Linked DNA regions of Xenopus tropicalis: region 2 is linked to region 1. A link is a contact called in public Hi-C data. All regions are on one chromosome and are shown on one strand. The core of a region is the stretch at or near the end of the contact, and the rest is flanking DNA. Distances in the headings are between cores, read along the strand shown.

Region 1 (3,742 bases), core at 515-3,014:
TGTGGGAAGAAATGTTACTGTATTATAGGGGATCATAGAGACCCATTATAATCATTGTTGTGACTCATAGGTTATCCCTTATATTACATATATTATATATTAATTCTACTGTACTTTGCTGTTGTATTTGATTTTAGCGGCACTCTGCCCAAAAACTGTTTTGTTTCTTGCACAGTGAAAGAAAATATTATAAGCAACATTGTTTAAACCATTGAAAAAATGGTTTAAAATGATTAAAAACCATTGAAATATGTAATTAATTTATACTGGAAAGTTGCACACACATATGTATACATTTTACTGAGAAACAGGAGACAGGTACACTCCTATGGGACAGAAGGAGTGGCATTTAATAAATGGTTGGTTACATATATTTAACTCCAGGCACCAAAAGTTTTAAGACAACACCAACACACCTACTTTGCATAACAACTTGATGAATTTTTCTAGAGTGTTTTGAGTGTGAATAGTATAAAGATTCACCCTTCATTATCTAATCAAAACTCCTATTCAGCCAAGCCCTATCTTGGAAGGTGAGGGTGTAGAGACAGGGCTGCAGGGGGTAGAGGTAATTGTGTGTTATCTTTTCACAAGCATATTCTGTCTGTTTTAGCCAAACACCTAATTAACTTCAATGCACTTCAAAAAAGGGAGAGGGAGAAATGTGATTGAATAAATTGAGGCACTGTATGCTGAATAGGGGCTTAAAAAGAAAGGAATTTCTCCAGAATTCCACTGGAATTTCTTTTACTCCAGTAGATACAAAACGAGAAATTCCTTGTATGTAGCCTGAAAAAAATATGTGTGTGTTTTTTTATTTATTTTTTATATATTTGTAAACCCCTATTTGCTTTGGCTGTGATCTTAGAACTTTATTGTGATTGGTTTATGGCCCCTAATGCAGTACTCAGAATTGTGACTGACAGCCCTAAATCAAATTTAAGGCTATATTAAGTCTGAAGGATGTAAGTCTGCCCAGCTAAATAAGGGCTAATTTACACTGATTGGATCAAGCCAGAATAATGTTGCATCTGTCAGAATCACACTTTGTGACATAGGGTGTCAGGCTGCATTCTCTAGCCAAGAGGTTAGAATTAAGATCTATTGTAAGGGCAACTTTTGTATATATCGCAGTGATCAGTTTGTGGATTAGGATTATTGTAGTTACGTAGTACCAGCCAGCGACACTGACATTTACAATAATTTGTAACAGTGATTAAACAATTTGAGAAACACAGTTACAGAACATAGATAAGATCTGAGGGCCCTGGATAAGATTATTATTGAATTCTCGTTGGCCATAAATATTGACCATGGAATGTTCAAAAGTTTCATCCTATGGCTGCTCGGGCTTCTACTTACTGAGAATTAAAGTTTAGCAATAGCTATAGAGCCACAGGTTGGCCATCCCTAAATAACATCATTAGGCAGAAGAGAATCCAAAGCAAAGGGAGGAATCCCTGCTGGGAATGAGAAAGGGCAGAGCTGGGCAGCGCAGGGAGGCAGTTTAATCCTGCAACACAAAGCTGGGGGAGAAGTTAGCTAATTTGAGTGTGAAAGGGTGAGTAGGTGGGGGGGAGGGGAGAGAAACAGCCCAGAGGGAGGGGGAGCAGAGCCTGGGGGCGGTGTTACTGGTGGGATTCCCTGTAGCATTGCACCCTTTATAGTCCATTGTTCAAGGGAGGGGGAGAAGAGATCGCCTATTGAGTGTAACCTGAGTAACTTGTGCCAGTGCCTGAGTGTGAGAGGGAGCCAGCAGGGATATCGTACCCTATGCACTGGGCAGCTCGGCGGTAGCACCGTCCATGGTCTCAAACTTCCTACTGGCTGGGACCGAGCCGCACCGTCCTAGATGGCAAGTTGCACAGGAGCCACGCTGGGCTAGTGTTTCGCGGGAGCGGGCTATCGTGGGCGAGTCTGGATCCCCTGTGTGGATTAATATTTGGGGCTAAGGATGCTGAGTGACTGAAGAAAAGGCTTTGGCGCAGCTGCGCTTTTTGTTGGAATATTTGCCTTTGGTTCGGCGCTTTGGGGATTATTAGTGCCGTCGGGGAACGGAGCCGATCGCGGACTTCTTATGAATGGGGAGCCCCAGTAACCCTCTCACTGCAGCCCGGAGATCTGTCGCAGGTACAGTATGGAGGGGGCGTGGGGCTGTGCGGCTGGGTTACACGTTACTATACCTTACTATAGGCACTGGGCAAGGCTCCTACTGTTGGTGGGATCTGATACATACACATATTCTATGGTTATTATAGTAAGGGCTAAGCAGTGCCTGTATGGAAAGCGCTGGGGGTCACACGTGTGTAGCGGTGTTGTTATTGCTCCCCCCCCCCCACCCATGGGCACCCAGTGCCAGCAGCATGGCCAACTAGCTGGGCACCCCCTGCTCTCCCAGCACCCCCGGTATAGGAATTGTAATTGAACAACAGCTGGGGGGCCGCCACTTTCTAGCCTCTCGTATTGAATGAAGGTCCCATTCATTGGAGCTGCTCTTGCATTTTGATTTGTGTTTTACCCGAAGCTGCTTTTGTGCAGAGCTTTTTTGTGTTTGTGTGAAGTCCCCTTTGTGTGGCTCGGATTTAATGGAGGGGCAATATAAATGTCACTGGGTGGAATTGGTGATTTATTGGCTCTCTGTGGAGCCCCAAGCTCCAAGCATCTCACACACTGCCTGGTCTATTATATTGTGCCTGATCTGGGGTATTGGGGCTCAGTTTTTTTCCCTGTGGACTTAGATTTGTAGCTAAAGCTTAATCACAGTTTGGAGATTGCTAAGTAAACAACTTAAGGTGCCCAGGGACTTTGTTTCAGTCTTATATACATTGGTTGAATAGATTTAGCTTGTGGTTTATGTGTTTTGACTTTAGTGGTGCCCAGCTAGCATGCTGGGAGTTGTATTCCCATAACACATCGAAAGCTGCAAACCCATGCCGCCTTTAGATGGGTAGTTCTATCATTTTTATTCATATGGTGAGAACAAAATATTTCATGTACTTTGTTCCCGAAGAATAAAGTAGATTTTGTTAACTGACTTTGCAAGGTGACAGTCGAGTCATAACAATGCAGTGTGTAGATGCAACTAGGAGTGACTTGTTGCACAGTGCGTGATTAATAGTTCATATACTGGTCTGTATTGATCTGTACTATATTCTTACTGTATAGCACCGCACAAATTAATCAGGCACACTGTAAAAATTATAATGCACTTTTCACCGGGTTATCAAGATATTTCATTTTTGCTGATACAGTACTAAGATAGCAAGTCTCCATTTATTTTAAGAAAATGATAACCATGACCAAATCCCCACCCCTTGTATTAATGTAGTTATCCCTTGGCAGGAGTGGCATACATTGCTACAAATTGTGATCCATTTTCATCTTCTGAAGAGAGATGGGGGAAGTTCCTGATAAGGTGCAACTGTTTCCAAGAGATGTCTGAGGAATCTTCCATTAGTCAATTATCTTCTGGTTTAGCCATCTCTCTGTATTTCTATTGACTACTCTCTTATCTTCTGTGATTGCAGAAGTGCTCTGTGTAAACTCTTGCTCTAGCACCAAAACTATTCTGTAAATCTATAACCAGAGTAGCCTTGGCACACAAAGGCTTTTGTTGCACTGTGTTCAAAGATTAAACTGGAACCCAGGGTCCCTGCAGCTAGTTACACATTGATATCTCCTGGAATGTGTATGCAGGCATGAGAAAGGGGGTGGAGGGGATTTATCCCTATTATCCTTTAGC
Region 2 (3,742 bases), core at 826-3,325, 55 kb before region 1:
CGTTTGGCCCCAGGGTCAAATGACCGAATTAGCCTGAATTCACCCGATATCCCCTACCTGTGAATTATGTATAACCTCTGTAACAGTGGACCATTGTCAGTTCTATATCAATAAGGATATTATGAATAATGTACAATAATGTAAAAATCTCACTCACCTTCCAGGGGGAAGTGGTCAGTGTAGTCCTGTAGTTTGGATACATACAGAAGAGGCTTATGCTGCAACAAATTGAGCAACACGGATAAGCACGGTAAGCTCTCCTCCAGCCAAGTTTCCAGTCCCACAATGCCTTCTATGTTTTGTGCTAAACATGAGCTAGTTCAGTTGGGCTTATGTAGTAAAGATGCATAAACACTATCTGAACTTCCCAAAATAAATATATATTTTTTGACACAGACACACCTGATTCCCCAGACTGAAAGGAAACCATGTTAATCTAACAAACAATTTCCAATATCCCATAGGCTCACAGTGTAATGCAACCCCTTCCTTATCTTGTTCCATTGTGAAGTGATTCTGGAACTTAAAGGAATACTGTCATGATTTTTATGGTATACTTTTTACTTCTAAATTACCCTGTTTACCTAGCATATAATTCACTCTACCATTTAAAATGTTATTCTTAAACCAAATGTTTTTGTTGTTGATGTAATATTGGTGGGTAGGCACCATCTCAGTGCATTGTGCCTGATTCTGAGCTTTTAGAAAAAGCCATCGCTACACATTAGAATTGCTTTCAGGTAACCTATTGTTTCTCCTACTCCCATGTAACTGGAGGAGTCCCAAGCCATACTTGGATTCCTTACTATTGAGTGCTATTCTGAGATCTACTGGGAGCTGCTATCTTGCTACCTTCCCATTGTTTTGCTGATAGGTTGCTAGGTGGGAAAGGGAGGGGGGTGATATCACCTGGACCCTGTAGTCCAGGCCACCCTGTCCCCCTGCAACCATGGGGTCTGCCTTCTTTATAGCCACATTGAAACTTTGCTTGCTTGTGTACCTGCACGGGCACTCACAGGCTCACACAAGCAGTTAGACCAAGCATTTTCTCTTCCATCTGAAAATTGTTCCCATTCAAGTTATAGAGGCACAAGAGGGTATCAGGCCTTCATTTTTCTGAAATAATGGGCAAACATTACGCCATTACCTTAACTGTAAGTGCCAAGAGCCTTTTGTATTAATTATACAAAATGAGTGCATTCTAAAGTATTTGGTTGTGTAATGACTCTCTGGATGACATGGATGCCCTGTGCAAAGCTGGATTGGGAAAGCTGCATGGCGGTGTTGTTGGAAGAACTCATGGAGGAAGGACCTCTCCTACACCTCCCACTAAGGAGCACAGCCGCTGAAGATGGAAACAGGGCTGGGACCAAGTGGAGGAGTGGCAGGAGTGCCGAACCAGGCATCAGAGCAGAGTCGGAAGGCAAACGGATAGTCAGGCAGGCGAGAGGTCGGTACAGGCAGCAGAAATCGCCAGTGATCCTAGGCCCCTGGCGCCAGGACGCACGCTGGCGTCAGAGCGTGAATTGAATTGTTTAAAACAATTCAAAATGTTTAATGCCTTGATGCACAGAACATTTGGAATCTGCGCCTGGGCTTTGTCTAGTATTGTACAGACACTGTTATGGTAGATTCTTCCCTGCAAGAACTTCTTATTAGACAGATATACAATTTATCACAGTCACAGTCACATTGGTGTTTGTGCCATTTATAGTATTTCTTGAGCATTTTGGTATTTGTGATTATTTATATAAAATAAAAAAAAATTATCTTATATATGATATTTTATACAGGCCCATTGGTGTTTGTGCCATTTATAGTATTTCTTAAGCATTTTTGTATTTGTGATTATTTATATAAAATAAAAAACGTCATCATATAGGATATTATATACAGGCCCTGAGTGGCAAACTGTGGGTTCTGGCAAATGCCAGAGGGTTCTAACACAGAACCCCTAGGCGCTGCCCTCCCTCCCTCTCATCCTCTCTCCAGGGCACTTATGTCAGCCACACCAAGAGAAGCAGATAAGACTGTTGAGCATGCAAACATTCCCTATCAGTGCCGGACTCTGGTATCAGGGTGTTGGGATAACTGTATCCTGAAGGGGCAGAGCTGGGAGACAGCAAGTCAAAAACAGAGGGGGGTGATTTATAGGGTCCTGTTTTCATTATTTCACCTTTGATCTCTGACTGTCCAGGGGGGTCCTGGGAATTAATCACTGAGGATAAGATAACACTGTTGAATCCAAGCATCTGGAAGCCTGGGATACTGTGATGTTGGGGAGGGGATAAAGAAAGCCCAAATAAAGGCATTCATCATACTGCACAAATAGTGATTTTCTTTTCTTTGATGATAGCTCTGTAGAGGAGAAATAGGCTAGAACTTACTCTAGAGAAAGCTGCTGGCTTTTTTCACAAAAAAAACAATACTGCTGTTACAGGTCCACTTTGCTAATGCCCAGGGTAACATTTGCTCATTCTAATGTTTTCACTTTTGTTGTATATGTGGTAGTTTTCTTTAATAAATAACCTATCCAGGGATTAGCAATAGTCTAAAATGTACTGTTAATCTTTGCTTCAAGGCTTATCTGAGCTAACAAAGTTAAGTGGACACACGTGCTGCATTTTGGGCTAATCTTATGGTTTAAATATACAGTCTTCATTTTTCTAAACAAATGTGGTACTCCATGTGGCTTTGAAGAAATTAAAAAAAATGTGCTTATACCATCTGCCTATATCTATCTATCTATCTATCTAATCTATCATCTGTATATATCTATATCTATCACAAGCGCAGTGTGGAAAGTGCGATTTGGGACACAACCCAGTATGTTTTTTTTTTTTACACACAATGCAGCATTTTTACCATAGTGGCTGCTTAAGGGCTCTGACACAGGGGGAGATTAGTCGCCCGCGAACAGGGAGTTTTGTCGCCCCGAGTTGCCATCACCTGCCATCCCACCGGCGAAAATGTAAGTCGCCAGTGGGATGGCAAGGTAACTTCTTAATTACAGAAATAAAACATTCACAATGTATAAAGTCCTTTGCTGAAACCTCATACCCATAGTTTAGCATTTGAACACAGTTTTTGTTTTTTTTCTCCGGAATTCTATCTGTGAGTCTAGAGTTAACACTGTGAAAATAATACAAGGTAATAAGGTTTGTTTGTGGTGGGCCAGGGGTTGTTTCCGATTATGAAATGTGAAAGAGGAGGCTGGCTGCAGTAAGGAAATAGTGCTGCAAGAGTCATGTTGTATGTAGGGCTTCACTGGGTTTCAGAAGGAAGGACAAGGCATGCAGTGTTCACTAGTCCCCGGCCAGTTTCCAAAAGAAACACAGTTGACTGCAGTCCGGCTCCAGGCTGCTGTACTGTACACATGGCACCTTCCTCCCGCCAGGAACACATTCCCACTGTACCTTTTAATAGGCTTTTAATTCCCATAAGCATGGAAGGGGGAGGGAAGAGGGATCATTACATTAATAGGCTCTCAGTCTAAAAACAAACCACTGAGCTGTACTATTGCTGCTGTGCTCTGGTTAAGAGAGATTTTCCACTCGTATAAATACTGCTGTGCTCTGTCTGTCCTTGCTGCTCCTACATGGGTTAAGGGAAGCACTTTATAGAACAAAAAGGTGGAGTATTTTGTGTCATCAACTTGCATTTCTTTTTATTTAAAGTGGTTAGCAAAATGCCTTTCATATCAACAACCCTCTCAATCTGTTCCAGGCATTTTCAGCCAGTT

Evidence for each region. Hi-C and Micro-C count contacts between places; a contact is called where the count stands out from the background.
Region 2: a contact with region 1 is called in a Hi-C map of neurula embryo, with 3 times the contacts expected there. The contact joins the enhancer-like site here to the promoter of fgfr4 in region 1. A contact is called at or near these places in 3 of 5 Hi-C or Micro-C datasets (gastrula embryo, neurula embryo and tailbud embryo).

Annotation. Positions count from the first base shown.
Region 1 is chr3:46,331,062-46,334,803 of UCB_Xtro_10.0, reverse strand. It overlaps fgfr4 (fibroblast growth factor receptor 4), which reads left to right and starts at 1,764. Exons shown (of 18, transcript NM_001016323.1): 1 at 1,764-2,130.
Region 2 is chr3:46,386,419-46,390,160 of UCB_Xtro_10.0, reverse strand. No RefSeq gene overlaps it. Among named protein-coding and RNA genes, the nearest start is that of znf346, 35 kb to the left of the region's middle. Within about 2 kb of position 2,075, at least 3 of the 11 cell types and tissues checked have an H3K27ac peak or open chromatin away from gene starts, as enhancers often do. A contact at or near this core is called in neurula embryo, where this site is marked.